Linked DNA regions of Mus musculus: regions 2 and 3 are each linked to region 1. Evidence: chromatin contacts called from public Hi-C and targeted proximity ligation data. All regions are on one chromosome and are shown on one strand. The core of a region is the stretch at or near the end of the contact, and the rest is flanking DNA. Distances in the headings are between cores, read along the strand shown. Region 1 overlaps Prune2 (prune homolog 2). Region 2 overlaps Gcnt1 (glucosaminyl (N-acetyl) transferase 1, core 2). Region 3 holds the start of Gcnt1 (glucosaminyl (N-acetyl) transferase 1, core 2).

Region 1 (3,279 bases), core at 353-2,852:
AACAACAAACCTCCAAGCCCCTCACTATCTCTGTAGTTCTGATTTCGTTGGCACAGAAATCAAGCCGTAATTACATTTCCCAACTGTTTGGACACCGCTATAAAGGAAAACTGATTGGAAGGGAACAAACTGAGGTCTTTCAATGGAGAGATTAAATTGTCTTTCCATAAGAAAATTGGCAATGTTAGGCAAATACCCTGGAAAAGCATTTGGTCATCAGCTGCTAAATAGAAGAGGGACTTGTGGGAAAATTCTGGAGTATCTAAAGGATAGATTTTTAAAGCAACAATGTGGCCTACAGAAGCAAACATGCAAATGTGAACTTTCACATCTTGTTTTCTGTATGCAGGCTCAACTTAGTAAAAGATCTCAACCCACCCCATTCCTTAGTCAGCATACTGAGACAGGAAAGCAGCATGAACAAGCTGCCAACACAACGCTTTTTCTTAAAATGTTGTCTTAGTTATGGTTTCTATTGCTGTGAAGAGACACCATGAAGAAAAACATTTAACTGGGGCTTACACACCCAGTGGTTTAGTCCACTATCATCATGGAGGAAAGCATAGTAGCCCACAGGTAGACATGGTGTTAGAGCGGTAGCTGGGAATTCTACATTTGGATCAGCAGCAGGAAGCTGGAAGAGCAACTGAACCACTAGGCCTGGCCTGAGTGTCTGAGACCTCAAAGCCCATCCTTATGGTGACATAATTCCTCCAACAAAGCTACACCTACCCCAACAAAGCTACACCTCCTAGTAGCACCACTCCCTATGAGACTATGTGGGCCACTTTTATTCAGACCACTACAGATGCTATGTAACTTTACATACAGGCACTTACAACTGTGTGACATTCACAGACCATGTAACTCCCATGTCTCTGTGTTTTCATCGTCAGTGGGAGAAAGCAGTCTGTTTTACAGAGGAAACATGAACTTAGAGGAATTATCTCTAAAATACTTGGGATATATCCTATAAAATACAGTAAACATTATAAAATTGTCCATTTAGCAAAAAAAAAAAAAGTTATTGCCACTTTTGAAATACTTGAAAGTATTTGATAGTCAGGCTGGTAGTACACCTGAAATCTTATCACTTAACCTTGCCTAAAAAAAAAAACAAATCCCTAACTAGGATGAATGAATAAGAAACATCGTCCAGATTCTTATTCATTGCTTACCTGAAAATTCTGAAGACAGGGAGCTTTTTAAGCACTTACTTCATATACTAGGCTTAAATATATTTATATTCCAATCTTCCTATCCAGTGGTTATCCATGTCTGCTGTACAGAATACAGCTATTTACACAAACTCTGTGTTTTTGGTAGTTAATGTTTTGTCTTGCTTATTTATTTGTTTATAATCGTGTTTAGCTATGCACCTTTTGTTTGAAATCAAAGTGAATTTTGGAGTTCAGCATATAATAAAATCCAACTCTGTAGGTTTAAGACCTAGAACAACTGAGGTCATTAAATTGCCTCTTTCAACGTGACAATCTCAACTAAATAAAAGAGCCATGTCAGCAAGTGGCAGCTTTAATTACCAGCTAGCTCGGGCACCACCACTTTGCTTGACAGATTTACTATTTATAAATATAACGCTCAGATGTGGTGTGACAAAGCTCTCCACAGAGACAGCAGAGCAAAAGGCAAGGGGAGGGAGGGACCAGCCATAGCTGTCTTCAGTGTGATTTCAAGTCAGTAGATTAGCAAGAAGAGCTGGGACACCAGGGGACAGCTGGAATAGAAGGAGTGGGCGAGAGCAGATGGGTTGGATGGAGTATCTTGGGAAGACTGAGGTGGCAGAGATAAATGAATTCAAGGTATCTCTTACTTTATATTTGTGTATTTTTAACTGTAGGATCAAATATCCAGATTATTACACTCATCTTCCAACATCAGTAGATTCAGCCAACTTCAGAAATTAAATATTTTTTGGGGGGGATTACATCTGTACTGGATGTGCACAGAAGCTTTTCATTCTTATTATTTCCTCAAATATGCATTTCTGTCATATTATGTACTACGATTAATCTCGAGATGGTTTAAAGTATATGGAGGATGTATGTGGATTCTATACAAACGCATAGTACACGTGCAAGACTTGCACATCCTTAGATACTTGTCTCTGTATCTACTACAGACCACATGTATGCAGAAACCTACAGAAAACCATGACCAGGACAAAAACACAGCACAAACAGGAAGCCTTGGAGTAGTCCTGTACCTGCGTAAACTCTGTAAATCTAAGTGATTATGGATACCGTCCCTGTGGCTCAATGACATTGGGTTTAACTTGATGAATTTTTTCAATCATATTTTCCTATGAATTGGGATTTCCCATCTCTAAAAAGCCAGAGTGTCTTTTTATGGAAGTGTTTCTTTTCAAGTCTATATATTTTTTTTTTTCAGCGCAGGGTGGTGTTGTGGCTGAAAGTCTTTCACTGTGGTTTTCAACTCCAATTTCAGAGAAATTTAAGCTTTAAATGGAACTTAAAGCTTTAAGGGGAACCGGGGTGGCAATGCTGCTTTATGGTGCAAATGCTTGGTATTCATCTGCATTTCTGAACAAGCCAAATGTCGATTACAGGAGTCACCACGACTGTCAGTCCTAAATGTGGAGACTTCTCTTTGCCTTCCTTGTCTTTACCCTGACCTGCCCACTCCATCCTTCCTTCCTTCCTTCTGTACTGAAGAAACAGCTGAGAAGTCTCTGCCCTGAGAAAGCGTGCATTGTAGCGGGGGGAGGGGGGAGGATGGTTAGGGCGGGGAGGGGAATCCAGTAAATATATCAATCAGACAAGTAAGCAAATCACTAAGCAGCAGTTTCAATAAAGGAATTGCAGAAAATAAAGGAACCCTGGCATTGAGTGTGAGGGGGTGGGAGCACATGGGTGGGGAACATCGGGGACAGTACAAATCACAGAAGGCCCATCAAAGAGGTGGCACCTGTAAAGAGACTGAACTAGACATGCCTAATCAGGGTTCGAGGGGTCTGAGGAGGTGAGCACTCTAGACTGCAAGAGTTTGTATAAAGGGATTTGTAAACTCTGGTTTCTCCTCTCCAAACTTTGCAACCCAGATTCAAGTCCCTTTCTTTGTACATACAACCTCAGTTTTCCTACATTGTAGCATAGGGTAGAGATTTCACCAAAGGGTAATAGTTGCCAATGAGTAACTTCTGGGGGAATTAAACCTACTCTATCACACTCTAAACTGCCAATCATGGACAGCCCGGTGGGAGATTCCAACAGAAGCTTCTAGAGTCACAGAGAATAGCCA
Region 2 (3,132 bases), core at 320-2,819, 150 kb before region 1:
TCTACCCTTTCTATTGAGGGTTCTCATTTTTGCTGCCATGTCATTAATGTTCAAGAGCATATTTTTATTTGCTAGGTGTTCTGTGGTTTCCTGTTTGTTCTACTAACCTATTGCTGTAGGAAAACCGCCTCGACTGCAGCCCCGTCTGTTTTATTCTTCATTCACACGCTCCAGGGTTCAGTTAAGACCATGGTGACAGTGATAGTCATCTGATGATTTATCCATTTGCTTCTGACACCTGTAACAACTGGAGCTGATGGCTGGGGTCCCACGCTCTGATTTCTTCCTTTTCTTCTTCTCATAGCATGGAATCCATTTTGAAAGAAGATTCTGGAGAAACTGCCCATTTTCCAAGGCAGCGGGATGGAAGCTGCATGTTCCTACATGGGCTGACATCGGTGCTCAGTATCATTCCTGCCAAACTCTATTGGTCAACATAGTCAATTGTGTGTGGGGGGGGGAGTTTGCAGGGATAACTGTGGGCTGACAAAGTCACTTATGGAAGACCATAGGATAGTACTGTTCTAGCAGCCTTCTGACAATATAATCTACCTCACAGTTTTTGTTTTCCAACTTTCCTTGTTTGTTTAAGGTTTGTGTGTGTGTGTGTGTGTGTGTGTGTGTGTGTGTGTGTGTGTGTATACCTCCTGCATGAGTCGTGGTGCATGTGTGGAGGTCAGCAGTTTTCTCCTCCCACCATGTGCCAGGGGACCAGGGATTGTCGAGCTTGGTAGTGCACACCTTTATCTGCCGTGTCTTCTCACTAACCCTATCATCTATTTATTTTTTGAGGAGAGAGGATGCTGACTGTAGTTTTCTGCTTCCTAAAGTCTTTTTCCTTTGAGGTGTTCACTGTTAAGAGAAATATTTTAAGTCTCATTGTCTATAAATCTAGATTTCCCAGTAAATAAACTGCCTTGCATTGGTAACCAAATTTCCAGGCACTGATAGGGCAAACACATGAGCTAGAATGAGATCTATTCCACGTGCTTGGGCCCCTCTGGCTTTTGCTGGGGAGCCTACACATCTTTCCTGAGGCACTTCTGCAAAAAGGAAACCTTGGATCTTGGCCAGGCTTGAGATCGAAGTGTTTTATAAACAGCTTCCAAACCTCTTGAAAGGTGCACCAGCCTCCACCAATCCCTGAACCTTTTGAAGACCCATAGCGTAAATATTGCTCGTCCTTTCTGTCTGCTGTGGCTGGGATTCACCCCGGCATGGTATATTTGTTATAACTAATATAACTCCACCCCCACCCTTTTCTTCAACACTGAGGATTAAACCCGCGCCTCATGGATACCGGACAAGTGCTCAACTGGTGAGCTTGCACCCTGATGCTGATCATCCCCAGGGGTTGTGTAATGTCTCTTAGCCACAATGACATGGGGAAATGTCTCTGGTTGTTAACAAGGCGCACTTACTTGTCCTCCCCACTTCTTCCACACCTCTGACAAATATTGATCTTAGTACTCTCTCTAAAGTTTTTTTCTTTTCCAGAACACCAAGCACTTGGCATGACTCAGTTTGTAATCTCTTCCAAGTGGTTTCTTTCTGTGGCGCTGAGATAACCAACTTCCTTTAGTCAATCCGTCATGTGTCGCTGTTGCGTGTATGTTAGCCAGCAAGTGAGGCTGGCTCTCTGAGGAGGCGCCTCCTGTGAATGCACTCTTAGAACATCTTCTTTGTTCCCAGCCAACACTTGCTAAGCATGTCCAGAAGTGCTCCGGCCACCACTGTTGTCTCCATGACCTTACACTGAGCCTAGGAATGATCCCACCCAAACATCAGTTGTATAGGCTCCCTGCTTAAGACGCTCACACTGTGGGAACTATTGCTGAGCTCAGCTTAACTGTGACAGGAACGTCCTCTCCAGGTCTTTATGTCTTGGCTGTGCGTATTTCCACTTTACAGTCTCTGAGCTGTGAACTCATTGCTCTTAGTTATGGTATACCTCAGTATGTTTATCTATTTACTTACCGAAGCACAGCGTATGTCCAAATTTTGGCAATTTTGAATACAGCTTTTCGATCATTATTAAACATTTCTTTCCATGTCCTTCTTTCTTTGTTCTTTTCTTCTGGGAGTCCCCTACCCACATTTCCAGACACTTGCTTTTCATGTTGTCACTTGGGTCTCATAGACTCACTGTGCCATGCTTTTTTTTACTGCCAGTCTCAATGTCTCAATTTGGTTAGCTATCTCATAATTTTGTTTAATTCTTAAGTTGTTTGAATGGATGTATAGTAGTTATTTAGTCTGTTTTGTTTGAATGGATGTATAGTAGTTATTTAGTCTGTTTTGTTTGAATGGATGGATAGTAGTTAGTCGCTTAAGACAAGTGCCTAATTGCTTTTGGGGATAGGATTGACCATTTTCCCCCTATGTATGGGGCAAAGTTTTGGGTTTCTTTTCATGTCTTGTGTTTGTTGTTGTAGCTGTGCATTTTGTGATATAGTGTTGACTCTGGAAATCGGATTTATTTAGTGCCTTTTTTTTTGAAAGAGGTTCGTATTGTTGTGAGAAGCCACTCAAGTCTCTAATCAGCTCTGTAATCCCAGCACCCTAGAGACAAAGGCTGGAGGATTACAGATTCACAGGACTTGGTTGCACAGTGAGACTTTGCCTCAGAAAGAGAAAAGGAAAGGGGGAAGTCTCTGTCCAGTTAACTTCCTGATCTGCTAATGACTGCTCTTTTTCTTCTTCCCGAAACTAAAAAGGGGCAAGGGTTACTTAGAGGAATATTGGTTATTGTTGATATTTTTAAGTTAATATTTATTTTATCTTTAGTTATGTCTATTGTGTATGGTTGTGTGTGAATATGGAGCCTGACCCAGTTGGCATGGTTGCTGGGAACCAAACAAATCAGCTGGAAGAGCAGCAAGCCATCTCTCAAGGCACCCCCACCCCCACCCCATTGTTGATATGTTAGTAGTACAATCTTCAAGTATTGGTAATGACGTGAACAGCCTACTCACCTGTGAGGTTGTTGCTGACATGTTGGTGAGCATGGGAGCCTTCATAGAGAGGACAAAGTGGGTGGGATTTTCCAGTTAGATTAGCCGGTTAATCTCTTCCCTAGCACTCATTTTGGGAATGTTGTTGGAGTTTATCTTGGAAAGCTTATCCCATGCA
Region 3 (3,266 bases), core at 292-2,791, 180 kb before region 1:
ATTCTTATAGATATTGACAGCTCAAAACACACTTAAACTACATAGGATAAACCTCTGCAGGGCAGATTAGTCCAGAAAGGATGGGGGAGACAGCTCTTTCTCATGAAAACAAATGACAGGCTGACGTTCAGATGTCACATCCTGACATTCCGTGTGCATGACAAAATAAATCATAAACCTCATGTGGGAAAGGGCTCATGTCCTTTCTCTGTTCTAGACCTAACACATAATCCACTATAAAAGGAGCTGGAAGTGTGGCTGGTCTTCTAGATGATCCCAGTTCAATTTCTACCACCCGCAGGGAGACTCACAGCCATCTGTAACTCCAGTTTGAGAGGACCAATGGCCTCAGAGGGCACTGTATGCATGTGATGAACATACAGACACACAACACATCCATGCACATAAAATAATAATGGAATTAAACTTAGAATGCATTATAACATTACTTTTCTGCATAAAATTAGAGCAAGAGAGCGAAAACTGTCACTGGAGGGGAAATCTCTTAAGGAAAGGGTCGAGGTTGAAGGAAGGAATCATTAACTCCCAGTTCATTGTTTCTGCAGGTGGCCAGAGCTGATGTTGCTTTCCCCTGGAAGACTCCAGGGAAAGGGGGAGGGGCAGGGAACAGGGACAAGGCAAACAAAGCAATCTTCCAAGAGTCAACCCCTAGAATAGAAGAGAGGAAGGGGCCAAGCTTAGCAGAAAGGACACATGGGGCTGGAGTTGGCATGAACTGGGGTGTTATTGTTCCACTCAGTAGACACCACTATCTCCTGTTCTGTTCTGTTGCGGGCAGTCCTTGGGGCAACCTCTTCAGATCTACAGCCCAAGAGGGTGAATTTCACAGATTGGTGCTTCCAAGACAGCTCAGCCTTGCTTTCTACACTCCCACGGATAATGTCTTCTATCCTTGAGGGGCACTAAGCATGCTCACCTGAGACCCACATGCTTGCAAACTTGTAGTTTCTCTAATCTGTATATTTGTGTATTGTTTACTATGTAAAGCATAACGTGTAAAGTGAGTTAGTACTACGAATTAAAGTGCGAAAGAGGAACCAGCTTTCAAGTAAAATCAGGATTACTTGGCAAGCTGCAACCAAAAAACTGACATTGCTTGTGAATATATTGGTTATTCAATAAATTCTGACATTCTGGTAACACAAAATGAGATACAAGGTTTATCTAGAAAATGATAAGGCATGGGCGACTCTAAAGTTGATGCAGTATAAACACGTTGGGCATTTTAACTTTTTACTTATTTTTAAGATCAGACAGGACAACAGTTGGCACATTTCCTGCTTCAGAGGAAGAAGACATAAAAGTTCTTAAAAGATCCCATCCAGGTAGCTTGTCCTTGGCCCAGAGAACCAAGAATTCTTAGGAAGCAAGAGGAAGTTTGGATTCTAGTTTTCTTCCCGGACAACTGCAACTCCCAGAGGGCGCCCTCACCTCGAGCGGTGGCCGCAGGTGGGCGAAGTGGAACCGGGGGCGTGGTCTTAAGGGTGGGCCTGGGGGCGTGGTCTCGAGGGTGGGTCCTAGGGCGTGGCGCTGGCTCGGAGGTCTGGAGCGCAGAAGGCTGAGCGCGCCAGTATCCGCTTGGCGAGCCGATCCAGCACTGTTTCGTGCGCCCTGCAGGCACAGGCTCCAGGTAACCTAGGCTGGGCCAGCGGTGGGGTTGCCCGGCAGAGTTGGACAGCACCGAACCGGATCTAACGGGCGGGACGGGCTGCACCAAGGAGGCAGTGGTGCTGGAGCAGGGAGAGGGCGCTTGGTTCGGGAACCCGGCTAGGATGGAGCAGGAGTCCTCTTAGCACTCTCCTTCCGGTCCTTCGGTGGGACGCGGATACACACGTGGCATCTAGAAGTCACTTTCTGACCACTCTTTCCCGGACTGGTGCAATGAGTGAGGGCTTAGAAATCAGGGTTGGTTGCAGGCATGAAAAGTAGAGACGAACGGTGTCTTGGGCGCCAAAGACTTAAACTTCGTAAGGCCACAGGCCAGTGTAGAGACGTTTGTGACTCCCTGTTAGAGCGCCGACCGAGAAGCCGACGCTGGGGCAGAGAATGACTACTTTAGGGTGATTGCAAACAGACTGGCCAGTTTGGGGTCCAAGCAGTCGCCGCTCTTCCTCTTGCCTTGGGCTGCAGGTCTGTTACAAAAACGGGTAATTCTTCTTAGACATGTTAGTTCTTTAGTTTTTGCTTTTTCTTGGGTTATTACTTTTTCTTTTCTTTTTTTTTTCTGCCTTCCTCCCTCCCTCCTTCATTCCTTCTCTCTTTCATGTGGCTTCGAACTCAAAGAGATCTTCCTGCTTCTGTCTACCAAGGTTAAAGATGAGCGCCATCACACCTCAAGAGTGAGAAGAAGTCCATCTCATGCGCATAGCTGCTCCCAGTCTTAGTTCTTTCAGTGCAGAATAAAAAAATGCAACCCCTTTCCCCGTGCAACTGTGGAGGATCCTCCAGTGGAGGATCCGAGCTTGGCTCTGCAAAAAAAAACAAGTGTCAGCTTGGTGTGTACTCTTTATCTTTCCTTTTCGCTGCAGAAGAGAACTGCTTTGTTACAAATAATGGAGCTAGAGGCAAACTGGTAGGTAGGAGGTAGTGTTCAGAGAGAGCACTGGTGCGTTGACTTGAGAAGGAGGGTGGGTGGGGCTGTGACCTGAATTTGGTGAGTGGTGGTGGGGGAGCAATATGATTTCTTCCTCTGGCCTGCTGCCCCTATTTAGAGCTGTTCTGAAAGGCGGGTTTGTCTTCTGGAAAGGAAGAGGAGGGGTAGACAGTTTTGTTTTGTTTTGTTTTGTTTTAAAGATCAGAGTAAATTATCTGTTAGTAGACAGGGACCCCTCTGCAGAGGATTGGAAGAAGGTTTCAGTTCTGGAAAGATGGAAAGCTACAGGTATCTCTGCTTTCCTTTTTCCTTCCTTCTTCCTTCTTTCCTTCCTTCCATCTTCCTTTCTTTTTCAGGTTTTAAAGGGAGGAAATCTAGCTTTCTTAGCAATGGCTAATTAGGAAATTAGGTGGTAGGAAAAAAAGTTAGTACTGTTGGAAAGTCTTTCCTGAATGTCAGAGGCAGTTTTCTGTTAGTTGGTTGGAGACAGGTTCTCACTGTGCAGCTCAGGCTGTCATCAGAGTCTGGATCGGCTTCCTGAGTGCTGGAATTTCAGGCATATGTAGCACACCTGCTGTTTGCTACGGACTGTGTAGTATTTCAGCTGCACTGAGTAATGCAGCCTTGTGTATGGACAGATAAGGATCCCTGG

What was found. Hi-C and Micro-C count contacts between places; a contact is called where the count stands out from the background.
Region 2: a Hi-C map of bone marrow-derived macrophages shows a contact between it and region 1, with 39 read pairs. A contact is called at or near these places in 1 of 39 promoter capture datasets (macrophages), 2 of 484 Hi-C or Micro-C datasets (bone marrow-derived macrophages and nephron progenitors), 4 of 130 datasets of targeted methods (the HPC-7 cell line, acute myeloid leukemia, bone marrow-derived macrophages and 1 more) and 4 of 9 other capture datasets (adipose tissue, liver, macrophages and 1 more).
Region 3: a targeted proximity ligation map of bone marrow-derived macrophages shows a contact between it and region 1, with 3 times the contacts expected there. A contact is called at or near these places in 1 of 39 promoter capture datasets (macrophages), 7 of 484 Hi-C or Micro-C datasets (DN3 thymocytes, the G1E-ER4 cell line, bone marrow-derived macrophages and 4 more), 15 of 130 datasets of targeted methods (the HPC-7 cell line, bone marrow-derived macrophages, differentiating embryonic stem cells and 10 more) and 2 of 9 other capture datasets (adipose tissue and liver).

The regions. Positions count from the first base shown.
Region 1 is chr19:17,179,079-17,182,357 of GRCm38.p6, reverse strand. All of the region lies in intron 11 of Prune2 (prune homolog 2), which reads right to left. Among named protein-coding and RNA genes, the nearest start is that of Gcnt1, 180 kb to the left of the region's middle.
Region 2 is chr19:17,333,513-17,336,644 of GRCm38.p6, reverse strand. All of the region lies in intron 1 of Gcnt1 (glucosaminyl (N-acetyl) transferase 1, core 2), which reads left to right. Among named protein-coding and RNA genes, the nearest start is that of Gcnt1, 22 kb to the left of the region's middle.
Region 3 is chr19:17,354,942-17,358,207 of GRCm38.p6, reverse strand. Gcnt1 (glucosaminyl (N-acetyl) transferase 1, core 2) reads left to right here and starts at 1,541. Exons shown (of 3, transcript NM_173442.5): 1 at 1,541-1,651.